4 separate regions of the Mus musculus genome follow, and all the other regions are linked to region 1. The links are chromatin contacts, called in public Hi-C, HiChIP or PLAC-seq and promoter capture Hi-C maps. All regions are on one chromosome and are shown on one strand. Each heading gives the region's core, a stretch centred on a gene start, on an enhancer-like site or on the middle of the called end of the contact. The rest is flanking DNA. Distances are from core to core; before and after follow the strand shown. Region 1 holds the start of Igsf3 (immunoglobulin superfamily, member 3). Region 2 holds the start of Man1a2 (mannosidase, alpha, class 1A, member 2). Region 3 holds the start of Tent5c (terminal nucleotidyltransferase 5C). Region 4 holds the start of Vtcn1 (V-set domain containing T cell activation inhibitor 1).

Region 1 (5,490 bases), core at 51-2,550:
GGACACTGCACAGGGCACCGTGCTTTTCCCACCGCCTAATCTCTCATTACTGCCAATCCACTTATAGCTCCAGGGAACAGTTTGGAAACAGAACTTCACAGGGAAAATGAGAGCCAGTCAAAGACAGAGTAGTCAGAAGGAGGGAGTTGGGGGCAGGGGAGGGGAGTGGCGTGGCGTGTGCAATAGAGTCCTCTATGCCTAAGGCAGGGGCCAGAGCAATTCCGAAGGCGCTCAAGGTTTCTGCCACATTGTATATGCCTTGCAGACTCCACCGGAACTATGGATTCTGGTGGATTAATCCTCGAGGAAAACGGGAGGAAAGAGTCTGAGAAAATCCTTTCATGCGCTGATTATACAGAAATGTCCTTGGCTTCGCAGTGAAGGTGTCTGAGATCGCTCATTCGGATCCCCCAAAGGGAACCAGGCAGGTTTTGTCAAAACCCAAGACAGCCAAAACACCCGGATTGGTAAAGACACTTCGGATTTCTTCATCAAAAAGTCCATCTCCATCCATAGTGAGAGGTCACGGTACCGTCACCTGCCCCAGAACCTCCCAGGGCACACGAAGTAAGCTGGCATTTGATAGCTCGAGAGTGGTCCCACAAAAGCCCGCAGATTCCTAAAACAAACACAACAGACATTTATCTAAGGCCAACACAACCGCCGCAAAACCGAGAGAGGCCAAAGCACCCGACTGGCCAGCCGAGCCACCTGGGTCCCTTCCCTGGGCGAGGGCAGCCCATGTGTGCATCCTGACCTTGTACAAATCTTACCTTCCGTTCCCCACGCCTCAGTTTCCCCGCCCAGAGCAGGGCAATTATGATTGTTCTCAAAACACTTTCACCAAATGCCTCTCTCACTCGCGGGCTTTTCCCGTCACGGTTTACGGAGCGGGGCGCGGCAGGCAGCCCCACCCTCGGCAGCGCGGGTCGCCACGGGGCTGGCGCGGGGCCGCGACTCGGGGCGCCGACCGTGGGAGCCGGGGCGCGCCGCGTCCCAGGTGGCCCGCTATTGTTTTACCTCCCCGGCGGTTGAGTCTGAGACACTGGCAAAGAAAAGGGTCCGAAAAGGGGCTCGGGGCTCCGCTTGCGGCAAGCTGAGCCCGCCCGGCGCGATCCGGCTCCGACGGAGAAAGGGGCTTGGGCCCGGGGCGGGACGCCGATCGCCACGCCACAGTCCCCGCGCCCCCAACCCGGATCCGCGCCCGCCCGCCCGCGCTCACCTCGCCCGGGGCCCCGCAGCTCCCAGCAACCGAACGCTCGCCGGTCCTGTGTCCCGCACGCCTCCCAAGACGCACGGCTTCCTCCTCGCCTCCCGCAGCGGCTCAGGCCGTCCTGCTCCCGCCCCGCCCCAGGCCCCGCCCTCCAGCTCCGGCCTGGCCCGCAGCTCCCCGCGAGGCGAGCAAGGGCGAAGGCGGTGGCCTCACGGGGACACGCCCCCGGAACGCCCCGCCCACCGCCCCGGCGCTCTCTGGCTGCACCCGCACGCAGCTGCGGACCACCTGGGATGAGCTGATGGAAAGTTAACCTGGGGTTCGCGCCCCAAGGGCCCCTCCCAAAGCCCAGGCTCCCGGGGACGCGTCTTTCGCCCGGTAAACAATAGCAAAACGCTTCGCTGGAGACTTGAGTCTATTTCTATAACAAACCTCCACATTGTGCTTCACTCTAGCATAATCTGGACCCCAGAGACAGCCTAGGTTCATAGCCTTAGCTTCTGTGTTGCTTAACCTCTCTGTGCCTCAGTCTGCTCATCTGTCACAAAGAGTAAATAAGCTCTGCTTAATAGGGTTGTGTGAGGTGTCCACGTCATTCTTGTAAAGCACTTAGCGGAATGCCTCATATGTCAAAAGCACTCAGTTACAAATGAACTGTCATTAGTTTCTTAACAGTGCTATCCATGCAAGTGGCACCATACTTACTCAATATTATCAAACACAAGGAGCTAAAAACGACTCGTTACAGGAGCAGGTTGGATCGTACTGCCCTTGCAGACTTGTGATCTACTTGGGAACACTAACAGTAGGCCATACATAAATGGTGTGGAATGAACCCATTCCAACACTGTGTTCCTGGGGTGAAGTGCTGGGCTGGGTAAGGCCCAGGAAGCCTTGTCCTAGAGAAAACGGAGTATAAAACCACGGAACAAGGGAGGAGGGGTACAGAGGACAATGATAGGCCCTGGAAACATAACTTTATATGCCCAGAGAAGAAAGATTCAGTACCTATGAGAAAAAGCCCTGTGGGACCCTAACTAGACTGGAGGAAAGACTGACAGGAAGAGTTATAACAAAAAATCGGAAGGGGGGGGGAGGGCTGGGCTTTAAGCTTACGCCCAGGAGAAAGCCCCTGAATGGTTTGAGTAAGGACCTGTAGCAATCAGAGCTCCATTTTAGAAAAAGCACTTGACCTAGGATTGGAGGGTGGGTGGGAGAGTTTTCCCGGAATATTAAAGATGTTGTGGTGGATCATGGCTGAAAAATCCAGGAAATAGAAGTAACCACACAGGCAGCTATGGGAACAGAGAGGCCCTGGCAATCAGGGGGTGGGCTCCATGGAATGTCTAGGTGGGTGTGAGAGAGGCTCAGTGTCTGAGATCAGGATTCAGAGACGGAAGGATGAAGGTTGGAGTTTGAGGGGTCCAAGCCCTTTATCTGACTGACAGCCATGTCCAAAGACGCCACCAGTGGATTTCAGAGCTCAGAGAGGGGCTTACAAAGTGTTTTCATCCTATTGGACGGAGTGACAGCAGACCACTGTACTGAAAGAATGCGTTGATGGGCTGGGAAGATGGCTTGTTTGCTAAAGCGCCTGCCATGGAATCGTGAGGGCCTGAGTTTGGTTCTCAGAATCCATGTTAAAAACAAAACAGAAGAAAAATGTGTCTGATACTTGAGGGACCATGCCTGAGGTTGTTGTCCTCTGGGTTTTCCACACTTGGGCATTTAGATGGACACATATCCATACACAAAATGAATATACTGATAACTCACTCATCCCCCCCCCCCCAATTCAATACCTCTATTGTACAAGACAATGAAGATCTTGCCACAGTGGAGGCCCAGATAACTGTGAAGTCTTTATCTGTCCTTTCCCCTCCCCCATGGCTGTAAATTTCTTGAAGGCAGTCTGCCCCGTAATTATCCTGTATCCCCAAACAACTTTTGGAATTTGATCTGCATATGTAATTGAACTATAAATATTGCCTATCATATCAAATTGAATATTTATCACATATTTAAAGTATTGTATTTTTAAAAATCTCTTGTATGTTACATATTCCCTCTTTACCCCAAGACAACAGTGGTCCTGGTGTCTCTCAGCTCTTCCCTACTGGATCTCTGTGTTTATTTCCTAAACATCGATGTGTGAAGCAATGTCTCTGTTCTCTTAGTACCTTCTTGTGAGAAACACAGACAATGAAACAAGTAAATATATAACACAATGACATGTGTTCTAAAGAAAGTAAGGTGACGGAATAGTGTGTGTGTGTGTGTGTGTGTGTGTGTGTGTGTCTAGTGGGTGAGGTGGGGAGAGGAGTTCTATTCTAGGTGGGATGGTGAAGGAGGATTTCTCAGAGAGGTATTAGAACAGAAACCTGTTTTAGAGTCAGGGAGGAGGAGAAAATGGCAAGGTCTGAAGGAAGAGTCCCAGCTGGAGGAGACAGCATGTGCTAGGCCAGCTAACCTGTTCTGAAATTAAAAGTATTTCTAACATAGCATGAAGAAGAATTGGGAGGAGTGGGATCTGAGAAGCCCAGAGAGAACACAGACCCTAAGACCTTGCGGTCTGGGAAGCACTTCAGGTCATGGGCTACTGAGAAAGGTTAGCCATGGGAACAGAAGAGGAAGGGAGATGACAGGCAGAGGCCTCTGACATGATGCAGGTGAGTTAGGTGAGCGTCAGAGCTTGGCTAAGGGTAGTACATGTGAAAGCTGTAACGGATGGCTGGAGTCTGGGAGCCTCTCAATTGCACTCTCTAAAGAACTGAACATGGAGAGGAGAGAGATGGGGGAGGGAGGGGAGAGAGAGAGAGAGAGAGAGAGAGAGAGAGAGAAGGAGGGAAGGAGGGAGAGAGAGAGAGAGATCAAGGAACCTTCCATATCAGCCAGCTTTAGAGCTCTCTGGCCCTATCAAGCTGCTGTACCCCTTCTCAAAACTCAGTTTCCTGGGTCATCTCCCTGGGCCTCCAATCTTGACCCTTTTCACTCCATAATCCCTTGTCTGTTCCCAGGTTTTCCCTTCTCCATCTTCCCAGATGCAGCCGGTGGCTTTCTCTTTCAGCCTTTGGCCTGCACCACCATAGCAGATTCCCAGCCCTGGGTTCTTTCTACGTCCCATATCTAGGGCTATGCAGAGAATGGTGCTAACTGCTAGACAGGGAGAGAAAGGCACAATTAAAAGAATTCCTTTGTCTCCCAGACTCAGAAGCCATGAGATGAAGTTAGTGTGAGTCGGAACCCGGTGGCCCCTCCAGGGGCTCAGCCGCAGGTTCAAGACTGAGCTGGGCAGGGTCTTTAGGGAAGCAAAGACATCAACAGAAAGGAAGGGCCAGAAGACCAGTCAGGAAATCCACCCTGTGCCGCCACCACCAACCACCCCATCCCCCCACCACCCCCAGCCCAGCCTCCACCCAATCCATCCACCGCCCCACCCCCATCTGCACATTAGTGGCTTGCTTCACAACGCTTTACAATTCAACTTCCAGTCCTCTCCTGAATTGGTCTGGAACAAGGCTGGTACTTTGGAGCCTTGGAAGACCCCTTCATCTCCATCAGAGAGCTCAACACAGATGGAGCCAGATGAAAAAAAACAGTAACGAGGATAGTTGGGATGGGGCACACTGAAGACAGAGCCTAAGAGTCTCAACCAAGGACAACCACTGGACGTGAAGGATCCCGGTCCCTGAATTTCCTACTTCAAGAGAGTCAGGAACTCTAGACTTTCCTAGAATCCTTCCTGATTTCTAATTCTTTTAAACGTTTATTATTTTGTGTGCATGTGTGGAGATCGAAGAACAACGTATAGGAGCCATTTTTCTCCTCTACCGTGTGTGTTCTGGATGTCACACTCAGGTCATGGGGACTGGCAGCAAACCCCCTTGCCCACTAAACCGTATCAACAGCCAAAGTTGAAAATTAGCGTGTTCTTCATTGTTGCTTTGGCAATCCTGGGGACTGAATAGCACCACCCACACACTAGGCAAGTACTCTACCACTGATATATACCCACAGACCCCTTTTGATTTTGAGTCAGGGGTACTAGGTTACCCACTCTGATCTAGAATCGCCTGAGGCTCCTGAGTAGCTGAGGTTGCAAGCTTGCCTGCCCCACAGACCCAGTGTTTAAATCAAATGCTGTGGGGAACAAAATTTATTATTGGGTAAGGTATGACCAAGAGATTCTGTAAGTTTGCGTCTTCCAGATCCACAGACCGTTACAATCAAAAAGGATCAATTATAAATTAAAACAGCAAAAAGTTCGAGTTTTAAGG
Region 2 (5,384 bases), core at 728-3,227, 690 kb after region 1:
GAGGGAGAGTTGGAGAGGTAGAGAGGGGAGGAGGCAAAAGGGGGAGGGAGCAAGAATTGGTAATGGTTTGGAGGCTAGTGTAGGAGTGTGACAAAATAGTTGGCTGTATTTGAGTATCTACAAAAATCTGTAAAATTAACACTTTAATCTCTCAGAGAAAAATAGGCAAGGACAAGAAAGAGGACAAGGCATACAGAAGACTCTTCATCAGCTATAAGTCTGGAACTTCCAATGTCACATTTGTAGAATGTTTGGTTTTGGTAAATTTTTCTTGCAGCTAACTGTAGTGTTAGCTAGGTAATAATAACTTCTCAAGGTTTATACAACTTGCTGTCTCGTTCAGAGGTTGGTGTTTTATTTCCATCTTCTCGTGGAAATGAGTGACCTCAACCGTCGGAGCACAGTGTTCCTTTTGGTTGGGCTCTCAACATTAGAGATCTATGAGACAGTCACACTGTATGAACTCCGCAGTTTCTAACATCCATTCACGTGTCTCACTCAAATCTCATTCACTTTGGATCCAGCGGTGGCCCTTGGGAACACGTTTACATCTTGTGCTGGCTTTATTTTGTAAACCAATGACTTCTTTTGTCCTGTGGTAGGAAGGTAGGGTTTGCAGAGCTTCTAGAAATGCCTAGTGGAATGTAGTTCTGAATCCTGCCAAGGGACATGAAGTTTTCCTTGATTTCTAAGGCTGACTTCCCACCCCTGCCATTTATGGGCCTCCTCTCCAATTGCCAGCTACCAGTTAGGATGTGTGCAAGGAACAGAAGGTAAATTTAAGAAAAAAAAAAAAAGCTAAATGCAAACTAGATGCAAGAATACATATGCATTGCTAAGAAGCCTATATTATACTTTATCACAACCTGGTTCTTCTCAATATTACAGATAACAGAATTGACTCAGATTGTTTCAAGCCTCAACTTCAACAATATTGTCCTTTTGGGTTTTAACACCTGCTCATTCATTCATCTTTGTTATCTTTGCGGGGGGAATGGTAGTGGTGGTGGTGAAGATGACTATAGAGTGTATATATAGTCTTGGGACTGAACCACCAGGAATCTCCTGTCTGACCTAGGTCGTCCGATTCCTCAGAAAGGAACCCAGTAGAAAGCGCAGGGCTGCCATTTTAACACGAATCCGGCACGTGGCCGGTGCCACCTCCTTCTTCAACCAGCCTCGCGTGCCCAAGAACGCGTGGAAGTTTGAGACCTTGATGTTGAACCCCGGCCCCGAGTCACTGATAACTGAGGGAGGCATCAGCCTTGGCCCCCGTAACCCGTCAGTCCCAGGAACCCCACATTCCAGCGCCACTTTCGCGATCCAAGCGCCTGGTCCTCCTCGTCCGGCCGCCGGGGCTTCCGGGGGCTCCGGGCTCTCGGCAGCGGCCAGGCCCGAGCGGCCCGGCGGGCGGGGGAGGGGCGCGGCGGCCGGGAGCGTGCGCGCGCACCTCACACTCCGCCGCCCGGGGACGCCCACTCGCGAGTCGGGGCGGCTAGCCGGGCCCGCGCCCCCCACGGCCGAGCCGCTCGGCCCAACCGGTGTCGGCCGCGCAGCCGCTCTGTTCTCCTCCGGCCTCCACAGGCCAGGGACCAGCCCAGGGCCGCGGACCCGCGCCGCAGTCAGCGCGAGCGTGCGAGCCACCCGAGGCCGGGCCCTGCCGGAGCCGCCCTGCGGCCGCGGGAGGCGCGGCTGCTCGCTCGCGCGCGACCGGCCGCCCTCCCTCCCGCCCGCCTCTCCCAGGCGGTGCGAGGAATGAGCCGGCGCCGGCCCCGGGCTGTCGGTCTGAGGGCCGCGGCCCGGCTACCTCGCACGCCGCCACCGAGGCGCAGGGGCTCGGCCGCCGCGGCTGGGCTCGGCCGAGAAGCGGGCGGCGGGGCTAGCTGAGGAGGAGGAGGAGGAGGAGGAGGAGGAGGAAGAGAAGAAGGAGGAGGAGCCGGGTGGGGGCGGCCGCTCGGCTGAGGAGGAAGTTCCGCTCCTGACAGAGCGCGCGGCGGCGCGGGCGCTGTAGTGTTCGGGACGCCGTCGCCCTCGCGGCCTCGGCTGAGGGTCGTCGCTGCTACGCCCGGCGCCGCTGCTTGGAAGCCGCGGAGGCTGCGGAGCGGTGGAGCGGAGGAGGCTCCGGAGGGGACCGAGTGGAACCGACCTACTGCAACTCGTCGTCTTCGCCGGGCGCCTCCCGGGGCGGGCAGCCGCCTCTGAGCATCGCGCCGGGGCGCGGGCATGGCAGAACCCACCTTGCAGCTTCTCTGCGGTGTGGCTCGCCCGATCCACTCTCGGGAATGAAGAGGAGACTCGCGATCATCCGGTGAGGCACCGAGAGCCAAATGGCGAGAAGATCTGACGGGACAGAAACCAACGATCGCTTGGGAGGTCACCCGGGCTTCTGGATGTAATCGGAGAGCGTGAAAGAGGTGGCCTCGTAAATAATAATAATAATAAAAAAGCACAACAATCCTTTGAGAGGAGGGAAATTGAGTTTATTCTTTTTTTTTTTTTGGCCGAGGTTTTGAGAAACGGTTCGATGTGTTGTACGTTTGATATAAGATGAGAACTTTATAAAGTATTCCGTCCAAGAGCCTAAACGATGACTACCCCAGCGCTGCTGCCCCTCTCTGGTCGTAGGATACCACCTTTGAACCTGGGGCCGCCCTCCTTCCCACATCACAGGGCTACCTTGAGACTCTCCGAGAAGTTTATCCTTCTCCTCATCCTTAGTGCCTTCATCACCCTGTGTTTTGGGGCATTCTTCTTCCTTCCAGACTCTTCAAAACACAAACGCTTTGATCTGGGCTTAGAAGATGTGTTAATTCCTCACGTAGATGCCGGCAAAGGAGCTAAAAACCCCGGCGTCTTCCTGATCCATGGACCCGACGAACACAGACACAGGTTCGTTTGTTACTTAAATTATGGTACTTCCTTTTGGGAGAGCAAGGTACAGTTCACTGCTTTCTTGTCTCTCCCCCCTCCCCCTCCTGCCCCTGTGAATGATCAGGGTGTTGAACGTTGTTGGTTCAGAGCTGCCTGGGTAGAACCATACATAGACTGGAAGGACTCCTAGGGTTCCTTGGTTTTTCCCGGCAGAACGAAGTGTTCAGTCAGACTCTTCTGCTGTGGACAGCAGGGAGCGGAGATACAGGGAGTCAGCATGCGCGTATTGAGAACGTGTTTCTGCCTTTCTGCCACCATGTGAAGTCACTGAATCTTGACAGCTTGCTAGACTTTGCTCAGCCACCAAGTCCCAATCTCTGGCTTGTGCTCTGATTTTTTTTTTTTTTTTTAAATGTTAAAAGGTGGGGTGTGTATATCCCTAACCATAATTTGGCCAGTTATTCTGAATTGAGCCCTTGGCAGGGTATAATCAAGATGAAATGAAATGGAAGCTCTGCTTCCAGCCTTTAAGTCATTTCTAGATCTTTACCTAAAAGGAGACTTTGGAGACAATTCGCTTTTTCCAAACACCTCTCTCCTCTCATAAGCTAATTCTTGAATGTGTGAAAGAGAAGTATGTATGAGACTTCACCCGAATGGTAGAACCCCTGTAGAAAATGGGTAGTGGTTTTAACCTAGTGTGAGGATTTTGAAAAAGCCTAGGTTCAAATGTGAGCCTAAGTTAAATATTTGGGACAATACACTATTGTAATGAGGGCGTTCTCACTTTGTCTGTGAAGTTAATAATTACTTGCTTGCTAGTTCATTGACTTTTGGCCTTATTGGAGTACTTCTAATAATACAGTTTCATACCATTTTTCTATACTTTGGGATATTTGATATTTTCAACTTACATACTTTAAGAGGTTTTTCTTTAAAACTTCCCTTGCTTTGTAACTGTGAAAAACCTTACTTGGTCTGGGAAATATTTGCTGAAAAAGAAACGTTGTTTTTCTGGACCTTATTTCCCATGGTATGTATATATGATGCAATGAACATTTGGGAAAAAAATGTTCAGAGCTTTTTGACAGCAGTGATGTATTAATGTCATTTAGCTATTATGATCTGCTGTCGTGTACTGATAAGTGGCTTCCTTTATATTTTATATGGGTAGAAGTTTGCAAATTTTTACTTTAAAATTGATATTAAGAGAGTTAAGAAAAGTTCTCAACTAGTTGAAGTTAAAATACATTCAAATGAAAGTGTGTTTATGTTCATTGTACTGCACAAATTCAAAAGAATCGTTTAAGTCTCATAAGTAACAGTTCTTAAACTTTATAGCCCAGGAATATACATATATTAGAGCCCAGGAATATGTGTGTATTTATTGTTACTCAGAACCCCTGGTTCCTGAGTTTGGCAGTGGGAACAGAGTTGTAATGGCCAAGGGGTGGTTATTGAGCTGCATTTTCAGCTTGGGATAGGAAGAGTCAGGGTGACGGAAAGGACACTGTGCTGTTGGATTTGCTTGCCTACCAGCTCAGAGAATCAACTCCTGTGTGGGGAGTTGAAGCAGTGAAGGAGGCAGTGCTAACGCTGGCTGTGGCAGGAACAGTTTGTGCTGCTCTTTGTTTACACTTTGTTGTTGCTTCCTCTCACCTGAAAACAGTCTGCTTGGAATAATTTTACTTTGAGCAAGGAATACGTTTAAAATGACAGAAACTAATGTGCAAATATGATCTTGATTAAAAGTAATTCAGAAAGATAGTCTTATAGAATTATTTGTAACTAAGATCATACTTATTTTGTGTGTAGTATCTTAGAAGGTAAAAATTGTGTTATGTGTGTGTGTGTTGTGTGCATGCTAGGGACAGGGTTGGGGAGCCTTGCAAATGGAGGGCATTAATTCTTGTTACTAGTGTTTAAGAGATACTCGTTGGGATAATGTTTCTTTCTGAATGCATAGTTAGTGTAGTACCTTGGTGTTTTAGTTCAGTTGTTAGTCATTTTACACTGACTAAAATTTGTGAGTTTTTTGTTTTGTTTTGTTTTTTGAGCCAGTTTTTAATCAGCTCAAATTGTTTCCTCTGTATGACAGCGACATCTACTTTATGGGCTGTACTGAATGAGATAATACGTGCGAGTCCTTGATATAGTTCACAACTTCAGCCAGTTGTCAGGGAGACTTAGGTTATTATCACTTATAATTGGAATGTTTGAATTCTGACTTTGCTTTAAGTGTTTTATGTTTCTGAAAATCTAGGTACAGTTTGATAAATATTTTAAAGAGTACACCAGAATGTTTCTATCAAAAGGAACATTTTATAATGACATTATTTTATAACTGTTATTAGTTAACAACAAATAATCTACTGTTCAGACTGCTCATGTAGAGCCTCCTGTGTGGATGGGCTAATGATTCAGGGATTCAATGATTTTGGTTTTGGTTGTTAGAAAGTTGTACTCAGAGCAACCAGAGTTTGTAGGGAGTGACTGTCCAGCATTTGGAGTGG
Region 3 (5,290 bases), core at 159-2,658, 890 kb after region 1:
CCTAGCAGACACTGCTGGATACGGATACTCACGCTCCACAGAGGTGGAGAGGGCAGAAGAGAGCACCGATTCGGGAAGCCATCTAGGCCCCAGTACCCAGGAGAGGGTCAAACGAAACTCAACAAGTGTTTATTAACGACTGCTTTCTGATTTATTTAGTACCTGGCATGAACTTTTTAGCAAGCAGTGCATGATTAATAGCTATTTCCATAATATTGATCTCACGGTTATCTCGTCCTTCCTCCCATAATACAGATGGGAAATAGTGTTTTTGGAGGATAGGTCAAGACGGTCAGTAAAGCTGGGCGTGGTAGACCACGCCTATAATCCCAGCAGTTGGGAGGTGCACAGAGGTGGATCAGTTAAAGGTGAGCCAAGGCTACTTAGAGGCCTGTCTGGGGTTCAGGAGGCATTGTCTTAAAATAAAGACCAAACCACAATAGCTTCTTGCAAGGCCTTCCGGGTAATTAAGTGGTGAAGGAGAGTTCCACAGCGGAGCCATCAACTATGTGTGTGTGAGTGAGTGAGTGAGTGAGTGAGTGTGTGTGTGTGTGTGTGTGTGAGCCATCAACTATGTGTGTGTGAGTGAGTGAGTGAGTGAGTGTGTGTGTGTGTGTGTGTGTGTGTGTGTGTGTGTGTGTGTGTGTGTGTCCCACACCTGCGAGCAGTAACAAGCAGCAAAGACCAGCGCTGCTCTCTGGAGAGCTGAGCTGCTGTGCTTAAGGCTTTGGCGATAGCTTCCCGGGATCGCCAATTGCACACAGGTGGTCCGCGCGGCCACAGCTGCTTCCTTCCCCCCAGGACCACGACCTCACCTCCAGCCAATTTGTTCGAGGAATCAGAAAGATTTTTCCAGGGCCCACCTAAGAGTTTTCCGACTTCACAAACACCGCGCGAGGCAGGCGTGGGCTTCCACTCCCGGCTCCCGGAAACCAGAGAGCACTGGGGCGAGGAGCGCCTAAAAGTTTGAAAGAAGACGCGCCCGCCAGGGAGCAAGCGGGGTAGAGGGAAGGACAGTCTAGGCAAGGGAAAGCTAAAGAAGACGGCAGAGTGGAGCGGAGAGGACAGAGGAAAATTGTGCCCTCAACCCCAAAGTTAGTTCGCCGCCCACAAAGCACCTCTCTATTGCGCCTGCGCAACGCTGCCTCTTGGTCACCCCGCCCCTTTGCGCCGCCCGAGGTTTACTCGTCTCTCGGCAACCATTGACCCGAGGAGCCAATCAGAGGGCGGCGTTCGTCCGGCCCCCCGCCGTCAGCGCGGGGCGCAAGGATCCCGCGGGGCCCCGGCCGGCGCGCCCCGCCCTGGCTCCCCCGGGAGGCCGGCCGCGGGGCGGGGGCAGGGGCGGGGAGGCGCGGGGGAGTGGTCAGGCCGGTTAAGATCGGAGGGGGCGGCGGCCGGACCGCTCACTCGCCGCAGCTGTCTAGGGGCCGCAGTCTCCGCTCCGCTCCTGCTGGGGGCTGCCCACGCCAACCACCTGCCTCAGTCACCTCCTCTTCCAACGCCCAGGTGAGTCCACACTCCCCTCCTCCGCAGGTGGGAGGATGCTGCTGCGGTCCTCCGGGGCGGGGGGGGCGGGGGGGGCCGCGCTTTCCCGCTTAGGGTCAGTCCCGGCAGAGCCTGGTGGCATGCCCCGGGGATGGAGGAGAGATGCCAGCAGGTGTCAGGACCCGCCTGGCTCCCGCGTCCCTCACGCAAACTTTCCTCTGTGAAGGAGGCAAACTTTTCGGAGACCGTGGCCGGGCTTTGGCAAACTTGGGCGAGTTCCTGCTGCCCCGGCAGCCGGAGTGTAGGGGGCTCTTTCCCTGCACCTAGTCGGTGCTCCGGCTCTGAGCTGCGCCCCTGTGGCGCGCACACCGAGCCCGGAACCCGGGCGATTTTGAACCCCGCGGTTTTGGCGGCGCAGATGAAGACGCAGCGGTCGGGGCTAAAGCCTGGCCGGCGAGGGGAGGGCAGTTTCCTGGGCTCGGTGCCCGGGATGGCGGCTGAGATCCTTCTCCCTTTGGGACTGTGGACACCCAGCGCGGCCAAATGATCGAAGCTGCGCGTCTCTCGGAAACTTCTCGAGAATTCAGCGGCTGTGAAACCTGGTTCCTCCCCTTTGGGGATCGAAAGTCGCTTACTGCGTAGGCTGAAAGCCATGTAGTCAGTCCGTTGACTCTGATAGCGGTGCTGTCGGTGGCTTAGAGGCGCGGCTCCCGGATCGTCCGGGTCAGGGAACTTCTTTAGCGCAGTTTGCGAGGAGGGTGAGAGCCTTCTCCATAGGAAGAAGTTGAGGAACCTGCAGTACCAGCTGGTAGCCTTTACACCTAGCGCGGGCAGGCTGGAGGGCAGGAGACCGCAAAGTCCTGGAGGGCTGGTGAGGAAATGCCTAGTTGGTTTTTCAAGAACGCAAAACTTCCACCAGCATCGATTGTCATCCCTAGGTGGTCTAGGCCTCTTTTCTCTCCTCTCAACCTTTAATGTGGAGAAACCGTTCAGAGCCCGGACCCAAGTCTTAAGCCCCTCCCTCAATTGAGGATAAAGTGCTTACAACGAAAGATTTAATAGACTTACTGATTTTTTAAGAATAGCTGTGTATGTAATAGTTTGAATTATGACGAGTTTGGTGTTCTGGAAATAAAGTTAAGATGGTCAAATCCTCCTAAATTAGGTCCCCAGCTGCCCCGCTACTCTGGGAAGGAGGGTGACGGTGGCCATTGCTGGCTACAACAACTTCCACTGTAATTTGCTTGGCAAGGCAGCGAGGGAGCCAGAAAGCTAGCCAGGCAGCCAAGAGGGTGGTAGGAAGGCTTACCAAGAATTCTATCTTGCTGGAAGTCACCAGAGGTGTGATTGTTTTTCCACATCTTACCCCGCAGTCGAAGGGTGTGGGGTGAGGAGTAACGAAGAGCCACTTTTCTCTCCCAGCTGCTACAGCTGGACCACCAGTGGTCCTGTCCTCTGCTGGCCTTGTTTGTGGGGATGGAGGGCTTAGTATCTTAGTATCCGGATCGGACAGCTGAAACCTTCTCTCTGAAGAGACACTTTGGTTTAAGAAGCTTTTAGATGGAGAGTTCGATGTGTGGAATAATTGTCCCAGGATCTGCACAGGATGTTGCTTACTATAGTTAAAATTGTGGGGGTTGTTGAGCGATCTCTAGACTGTTACTAAAAGAAAGGTCCCGAAGTTTTATGAGTAACTTTAGTGTGTGCACCTAGAACAAACAGTCACACTCTTTAGTCTGAGTTTCTCCCATAATACCTACCTTGTATCTAGAGATTAAGTTTGTGAACTCAGAAGGGAGGACTTGGCTCCTGGCCTGTTGGTCTGAGTGTGAGTGGAGTGCCAAGGGCTCGCTCTCCAGCTTTTCCAGCTCTGCTGCAAGTATAGCTACCAAGCTTTCTGCAGGACTTCCAGCCTCTGCCCTCCATCACCAACCCCAGTGGGGATGCATCCCCCAGTGTCCAAGGGCAGGCAGATTATACTTGCTTTGCATTGCCCATGGGAAAGTCCAGGAACCACTCAGCAATGAAAGCAATTTAAAAGGGGACTGTTGAGCCCTGTTGTACTATTAGTTAGGCTCAGCTGCAACAAAACTGGAAAGCTGCATTGAATGTTTCCTTTCTCCCTCCCTCCCTCCTGCCCTCCCTTCCCAGCTTCATCTACTAAGTAGTACCCTGTCTCTATCTCTCTTCTATGCTATGCTGTCGTAGAATCAGCCATGGAAGAAGGACAGCCTATATTATTAAGAAAAGCTGTAGAAGCAGAGATGGGCTAAGAGTTAAGATGATGGCTAGGGGGTTCTTATCTCTTTCCTGGCCTCCTGGACACTCTCTCCTCTCTCTTCTATCTCTCTCTGAATGTTTGGAGATTAATAGGGAGTGAGTCAGAATCTGAGGTGTTTCTTGGTTTAAAACTAGTCTGTTGGTTTTTTCTCATTATTGAGGTAACCGGCGAATAGGGGAGATGCCTTCTACCATCCCACTGTTTTGACTGTAGCTGTTGAAATCGTATTATGATGGCACCAGCTTTTCCATATTTGACGACGTGCTTGTGAGTTTAAAGCTACTTGAGAAAAGCTGACCTTCTAATTTCTTGAACCTGAGGTTTCTCCCGCTTTGTAACCTTTTGACTGGATGCGTTCATTGAAAGGGAGTTTTGGCTTAGAGTTCAAAAGGTTTATAGACAACATCTTTACATAACTCAGCTTTGTAATGGGAGTCTTCTGAAGTGTTTCAAATTAATATTCTGTACAGCTGGGCCCTGGGAGCTTGTTCTTGAAGTGTTTGCAGAGCGTTTTGAAACAACAGGGGGAAAAAAGCCCTTCCTATGAAGAAGTAATTACTGACACGAAGCAGCTCTGTGTAAGGGTGTTTTGTGGTTTCAGAGCATTTTGCACTGTGGTCCCTTTTTCTTGGATAATGGAGGTTGGGTCAGAAGGTGCTTCCTAGGTGGTATGTGCCAGGTGCCAGCCAGGCAGGCCAAGGGAATGATAGGCGAAAGGCCTGCCTGTGGAAGAGCTTTAGAGGTGAGCTCAGCTGGCCTGACTTTCTGATATACTTGAAGAACTTGTTTTTCTCTCAGTTGTCCTTGCACGTGGACCCCAGAAAAGTGTGGGTTTGTGGTCACTGCAAAGTCCTCACCCCTGCCTAGAAAGTGCATGCATGGCCTTGTGTGCAGACATGCGTCTGTCATGTGAATGCACACTCTCTCTGCTGGGTGCTGCCTGCTGTTCTTTGCGCAGGCGGAAGCATGCTTGAAGTGGCTGTCCTGCTGGATCAAGGGACTAGATGGAGCTTGCTTTCTGTGTCAGGAGCGCCTGGTTTAAAAGGCTGGATGATGTCTTGATCTTTTCAGTGAAACCTCTGTAGTGTAGGCTTGGAGCAGAGGAAAGGTGCCTGCATTGACCAACAGCTGAAACTCCTAAGGCTGGCCGGCTTCTAGCCCCACCCCTGAGCACCTCAGCCCTCCCTGTCCTCCCAGCCCCAGCTTGCTCTCTCTCTCTCTCCCCTGTGTTCACTCAGCTGCTTGCTCTGCTGACTCTTTCGTTTTGACTTTTTTGTTTCTCACTGTCCTCGCTGACCTGGTTTAGAGGGGACTGTGGACAGGAGCTAGATGAGAGCATCAGCCCGCCTCCCTGGCTCTGGCCAGTGCTCAGTCCTGTGTACTTGGAGCACTCAGCGCCTAGGATCTGCCCATCCCTGAGGACTCTAACCCTAACCCTAACCCTAACCCTAACCCTAACCCTAACCCTAACCCTAACCCTAACCCTGCCTTCCTCCAAGATTGTTATTTCCTGATGCTTTTTTT
Region 4 (6,200 bases), core at 439-2,938, 550 kb after region 1:
AGTGGGTCACTAAATCTTAGAGGGTGGGGGGACCCACATTTTGAACACCCACCTCTGGCTGATCCTCCAGCAAAACCAGTCTGGCTGGTTGCAATGTATTATTAGAAAGCCCACGTGCCTGACCTTGGAACAACAGAGACACTTGTTTCCCATCCTGGAGAACCTAAGCTTGGGTGGTAGAGGAGGAAAGCCATGGCGGGAACAGGAGCAAGCTCCTCAGAGGGTTCTCAGAGAGTGGGTTTAAAGCTGCCCCACCCCTTATGTATATAGCTTCAGGGCTATGAAGAGCCTTTACAAGGGGTAATGAGATTCAAGACGCCAACAAAGTACCTAGTATGCTGGTGCTTTCAAAATGCTAGCTCCTGACACGGGTGCTTCCGACTGCCATCCAGACAGGCTGAGGCTTCTGGACAAAGATGATTGACACCTGTTGCTCCTCAGGGCGTTGGCCCAGCACAGTGAGGGAGGGGTGCTGTCCAGAGCCCCTCTCTGCTGATCCTGCAGAGCCTCTGCCCCGCCTCTTGCTGAACATGAGTGAGGGAGGTGGAGTTCTCTTTTAAGGGAGGAATTTTCTAGGCTGTGTGGGAAGTGATGTTCTTTACAGACTTTTCATTGTTAATCACTCTCCTTTCTGCCACCTCACCCTCCTTTTCTTTTCTTAACTGGAAGAGGCACATGAAATTGGAAGACTGGGTCTTCAAACAACCCCTAGAACCAGCATGTGTGTCTTCCTAAAAACTGTTAATGAGTTAGGACTGACACTGAAATCATCATCTATTTCCTAGTGGGGGAGAAGGAGATTGGAGGATGGGCCAGGCCGCCACCACCACCACCACCACCATCACCATCAACAACAACAACTACAACAACAAAATCCTTTCATTTTCCATCTCTTTTCAATCAGAAAGGTAAATGATGTCCTAACGGGGAACCTGGAGTATAGCTGAGGAACAGTAGGCGGCAGGTGGGCATGCGTCTTTTTATTGTATTTTATTTTAATTTGTCTAGTGGGTTATGTAGCAATAACCATCAGGGTGTCCTTTCTGGGCTCTCCTGGGAAAATGAGGGACCCCCACCTTGCAGCCGAGATTGGGCTGGAGCTGGGTGTTAGTGTGAGACTGCAGAGACAGTATGCCCACAGGAAAGTGTTGAAACACGTCTGTCTGTCTGCCTGCCTGCTCACCACCAGCCCTGCTCTCCATCCAACCTCTGCAGCTCCATGAACTGGGTTTACTGTGCCTGAACATCTCAGCTGAGTCCTCAGTGTGGAACACACAGTTTTCAGTCCACAGCTGCCTTAGTAGGGATGAGTCTTTCATAAGAAAGAAATCACCTACCAGAACCTTCCCTGAGTCTGGGCAGTTGCTCAGGGCTGCTAAAGTTGCTTATTAACCTCTTCCTCTCCCAGTGCTGGACCGGATAAAGTGCAAGTGTGACCCTGTAGCACAGCCCACAGGTTCTTAGCACCTCCCAAAGACCCCACCCCTGTTCTCAATTTAGGGAGAGAGAGAGAGAGAGAGAGAGAGAGAGAGAGAGAGAGAGAGAGAGAGGATTACCTCCAAAAGATGATCTGCCCCAAGGAAGCCATGGAGAGGGAGTTCCTTCCCACAGTCCTGCTGTGTGTGGGGCCAGATTTTGGTGAGTGGAGCTGCCTGCCTGCTGCTGCCCTCCTGGGTGTTGTGACTCACATCGGGTTCCTTTGTGCTGTCTTTAAATAGTGCAGGCTGGGAGGGGTGCATGTAGCTGTGGACGGCTCAGGTATGAGGAAATAGCTCCGTGAAGCCAAGGCCCAGGGATGCCTTTCTAGGCCCTGACCTGTGAAAGGGTGAGGAGAAGTTTCCCAGTCTCTACCTCGGGGCTTGAATTCATACAGGTCGCTATCTTTCAATTGCACAAGGCCACAAGGAGGATCTAAACTCACTGTCTGAGGAATTCCAGGAAGCTGCAGGGTTGGTAGAAATGCTGATCCCTGCTGGTGTTGACCTCAGACCTTGGCTGGGTCACCCGTGATAGAGTTTCTCTCTCATGCATCTGATCCCTGCTGGTGCTGACCTGAGACAGCAGACTAGGTTGTGCCCCCCCCCCCCATGCCTCCCCTAGAATCATTCTCTACGTTCAATTTCTGCTGGTGTACTCACAGAGAGGCCATGAGCTGAAGCTACAAGAACCCTGGTGTGCCCTGGTGTTGAAGAACTCTGACAAAGCTAAGTGAGGAGATCTGATTTCCTTTCAGGGAGAGGGTGAGGGGACCTGTCCCTACTCCCATTTCTTAATGCTGCTTTGAGGTTCCAGAGATGTTGAGAATATATTGCACAGAAAATTATTCAAGGTGAGTGGATAGCATTCTGAATTTCATGGCAAGGCAGCTCTCTCTCTCTCTCTCTCTCTCTCTCTCTCTCTCTCTCTCCCTCCCTCCCTCCCTCCCTCCCTCCCTCCCTCCCTCCCTCCCTCCCTCCTGTCTTTGAAATGGGTCTCACACTGTAGCCCTGGCTGGCTGGCTTGAAACTTACTAGTTTCACAATTGTAGCCCAGGCTACCTCATACTTCTATCAATCCTCCTGCCTCAGCCCCTGAGCACTGGGATCACAACCTAGGATGCTTTGAAAAGAATAAAGCTTGCTTCCTGCGTACCTCTTCTACCCTTGGAAGGGGAATGAATGCCTTTGATGATTAGGTAACTTTCCCAGGCCTTCTATGGCCAACCCAGAATGGGTCAGGGACTTTGGGAACCAGCAGAGAGTGGAGCTGAGAAGGAGAGAAGACTGAGTGGCAAGAGGAGAAAACTTCAGAAGAGAGGACTGAGCTTGGCAGTCAAGCACAGGGAGGTTGATTTCCTGGGTGGTCTCAAGAACACTTTGCCTTTCTCTAAAGCAGGGGTTCTCAGCCTTCCTAATGCTATGACCTTTTAATACTGTTCCTTGTATTGTGCTGACCCCAACCACACAATTATTTTCATTGCTACTTCATAACTGTAATTTTGCTACTGTTATGAATCCCGATGTAAATACCTGATATGCAGGCTGTCTGATACATGGCCCCTCCTAGGGGTTATGATGGCAGGTTGAGAACCAGTGCTCTGAAGCGTCCCTTAGGGAGTTAGCAGGTTTAGAAGAGGCCCCCTGTGCTTGTCCTCTCCCTGAAATAAGCAAAGAGCAACACCCTGGAACCTATGCAGTGTCCATGAAGATGGGTCCTTCCAGGGTTCAGGAAGCTGAGGTCCCTAGAGGCCATAGTTTCCTTAGATCTATACATTCTGAGCAAGAGCACAAAGGTCCAACCACTCGATGAGCTCTGAAAGGAGCGGCTCCACCTCCAACACTCCTCCAGCCACCACATGTCATCGCTAAGGTCTGAGGAAGGTCCTGGAAGGAAACAAGACAACTCCAAACACAGGGGTCTGGGGGAGATGTCATTGGGGGCAGGTGCACACTGCCCCGTAAGGAAGGTAAGGAGCTAAAGAAGCCACAGGCTGCACAGTGGGCGTTGCCACAGCAGGGATGCAAGCTGAAGAACATTCTGCCATCTCTGGAGAAGCAAACTGACATCACTCCAGTTCTGGCTGTGAAACAGAAACAGTGAACATATTTTTAAAAATGGCAAAGGGCATTGTGGTGTGTGTGTATACAGAGAGAAAGACAGACAGACAGACAGACAGATAGACAGACAGAAGCTTTGCTCCCTCTCCAGCCCTTGAGGGACACCCACTGTTCTCTGTGACTCTGCTAATGCCCCCCACCCTGCCCAGTCATCCTCACTCTCCCCTCAGCCATGGGCTTCCCTGTGATTGTGTCCTCTGGCCACTCTTCCCACAGCACCATGTCCCTAGAGTGCCCTCAGCTGCTGCTCTGCTCCGCTTCAGCTGCCCTGTATCTGGACTCCTGAGCACCTGTGTCCTCAGCTCAGGTCCTTTGAGCTCTGGCTCCTTACAGCCAGCTGCTGAGTCGTCATCTCTCCACTGGGCTCTCCCCTAGAGACTCCACAACTTCATCTGCATCTGCCGCCTGACCCATCTTCCTTGTTACAGCATTCAGAACACAGCAACCTTGCCGGCTGTTTGTTGTAGAGGTCAAGGGGAATGTGCCCTCTGCCCTCTGAAAGGTCAAGGAAATAAGTCTGCAAAGAGAGATTACAAAGAAAAGATTAAAAAAAAATTGATTAACTTCCAAAAGGAGAAAGGTGCGCACAGGGAGACTCACAGGAGTGATTAGTCACTCACTTAACTTTATTAAAACCCATCATGCTCTGCTTGCTTTAAGGACAGTTCAGAGAGAGGCTCATAGTGCTTATCAGAGGACTAGGAGATTTCCAAGCAGTCTCATTGGAATTTAAATGTACAGAAGGAAAAGATATTATCTTCTCATTCTTTCTGACCTCTGTGGGGCTTCGTGGTAGGGTAGAGGGCAGCCCACTCTTAAAAGAGATGGGGAATTCCAGAGTTTCCACCCAGCCTTGAGTGGGCAGAAGCAAGCTTTCCCTTTAGGTCACATGCTTCATGTGTCTTCACACACCATATTTGGGTGATATCAAAAAGCGTCACCCTTGCCCCCCTCTTCTCTTGTTCCGCATATCCCTACATCCAGCCATCTCCCGATTCTCCCTCTTGGATGACTTTGCTATGGTGGTCTGAACAAAGTAGCCCAGGCTGGGCAGCCCCAACCACAGGGCTTTATCCCTTCTCGATTCTGAAGGCTCTAAGTCTGGGGATGATGCACTGGCAGCTCTCTCTCTCTCTCTCTTTCTCTCTCTCCTGAGGTCCCTCACAGCAGCGTGGGGTCTTCTCCAGAATCTTTCTCTACACAGCTGCTTCCTCGTCTCATCCTCCTACCAGGACAGCGGCCATATTTAACTAAGGCCTGGCCTGAAGGCCTCACTTGAGTCTCATGGCTTCTTTGCTGGCTCTGTCTTCTGAGTGCTGACATTCTGAGGTTCTTTAAGGGTCAAGCTCAAGGGTCTTGGAGAGAGATAATTCAAATGGCAGCGTTCCTTTATACATCCAATTCCTTTACACGCTCCTTTATACGTTTTACTCTCCAATATGACTAGGCTCCCACTAGTTTCCAATTGATTATTAAATTTATTTTATTACTTAAATTATTAAACTTATTAAAATAATTTAGTGGCTTGGTGAGATGGTTCAGTGAGTAAAGTGTTCACTGTGTAAGGGCAAGGACCTGAATTTAACACCGCCTCCCCCCAGAAGTTCAAGTAAAGCCAGACACAGCAATTTGTATCTGAATCCTCAGTGATGCAGTGAGATGGGAGAGAGAGATTGGAGAATCTCTGGAAACTCACAGCCAGCTGACCTGGTGTAAACAACAGCAACGACCCTCACATGCACATACACACACACACACACACACACATACACACACACGCACACACACGCACACACTTCTTTTGAGGTGGAGCTGGAGAGATGGCTCAGCAGTTAAAAGCATCTTACAGTACTCAGATCTGGTGTACTTCCATTCCAATGCCTTCTTCTGATGTCTGTGGGCTCATGCACACACATGGTGAATATACATACACCCAGGTACACATACACACATATAATAAAATAAATAAATTAAACAAGATTTAGTTTACATGTGTCATTGTTCCCACAGGCAGCCTCTAGGGGGCATTTGACACACTTCTGCAATGCAGAATTCTAAAATGCATGCTGTCTCTCTCCCTGCACTGTGTGGACCAGGCATTTTCCACTGCTTTCTCTAAAGTGACACGCTTTCTCAGGACAAGCAGCCTGGTTATTTGTTGGTCTCTCCACCTAGAATCCATCCCCCCCTTTTCTTTGTTTTATGCAGATTTGTGGTTTACCTGCTCCCATGTGACCCTGGAGACTCTGCTTGCGACTGTTGACTTGTCTGTGGCCTTTACTAATCACACCGTAAAAATAGGAACAGCATTCTAACCTCCTTTGTATTTCACACTAACTGGAGGCATGCACAGAACAAGCGATCATTAAATATTTGTTGAACAAACACATCTGTTCCTTTCACAGTGCACAGCCATGGCCTGGTTTCCTGTTTCCTGCTTCTGCATCTGTCTCATTCCTGGTATACAAACTCCTAGAGGATAAAAACCATATTTTTCTTTGTCACCAGGTCCTAGCACCAACCCAGACATAAAAGGACTGTAACAATTGATGGATGGGAAGAGGGATGGGCTTGGACTGTGACCCATCAATCAAGCACCTCCTG

What was found. Promoter capture Hi-C pulls out the DNA fragments that hold promoters and counts their contacts. A called contact is a pair of places that touch in the nucleus more often than the background predicts. HiChIP or PLAC-seq counts read pairs in DNA pulled down with a chosen protein or histone mark.
Region 2: a contact with region 1 is called in a Hi-C map of muscle stem cells, with 2.5 times the contacts expected there. The contact joins the promoter of Man1a2 here to the promoter of Igsf3 in region 1. A contact is called at or near these places in 2 of 484 Hi-C or Micro-C datasets (embryonic stem cells and muscle stem cells) and 2 of 115 datasets of contacts at active chromatin or transcription factors (bone marrow-derived macrophages and memory CD8 T cells).
Region 3: an H3K27ac HiChIP or PLAC-seq map of thymic regulatory T cells shows a contact between it and region 1, with 4 times the contacts expected there. The contact joins the promoter of Tent5c here to the promoter of Igsf3 in region 1. A contact is called at or near these places in 1 of 39 promoter capture datasets (pre-B cells), 1 of 484 Hi-C or Micro-C datasets (muscle stem cells) and 2 of 115 datasets of contacts at active chromatin or transcription factors (memory CD8 T cells and thymic regulatory T cells).
Region 4: a contact with region 1 is called in a promoter capture Hi-C map of pre-B cells, with 2.8 times the contacts expected there. The contact joins the promoter of Vtcn1 here to the promoter of Igsf3 in region 1. A contact is called at or near these places in 2 of 39 promoter capture datasets (hippocampal neurons and pre-B cells) and 1 of 115 datasets of contacts at active chromatin or transcription factors (memory CD8 T cells).

The regions. Positions count from the first base shown.
Region 1 is chr3:101,372,935-101,378,424 of GRCm38.p6, reverse strand. Igsf3 (immunoglobulin superfamily, member 3) reads right to left here and starts at 1,300. Exons shown (of 11, transcript NM_207205.2): 1 at 1,223-1,300; 2 at 1-619.
Region 2 is chr3:100,682,066-100,687,449 of GRCm38.p6, reverse strand. It overlaps Man1a2 (mannosidase, alpha, class 1A, member 2), which reads left to right and starts at 1,977. Exons shown (of 13, transcript NM_010763.2): 1 at 1,977-2,889. The coding sequence starts at 2,588.
Region 3 is chr3:100,485,310-100,490,599 of GRCm38.p6, reverse strand. Tent5c (terminal nucleotidyltransferase 5C) reads left to right here and starts at 1,408. Exons shown (of 2, transcript NM_001142952.1): 1 at 1,408-1,506.
Region 4 is chr3:100,820,947-100,827,146 of GRCm38.p6, reverse strand. Vtcn1 (V-set domain containing T cell activation inhibitor 1) reads right to left here and starts at 1,688. Exons shown (of 6, transcript NM_178594.3): 1 at 1,557-1,688. The coding sequence starts at 1,588. It overlaps Gm32720 (a long non-coding RNA gene), which reads left to right and starts at 579. Exons shown (of 3, transcript XR_375902.2): 1 at 579-908; 2 at 2,141-2,329; 3 at 6,105-6,200.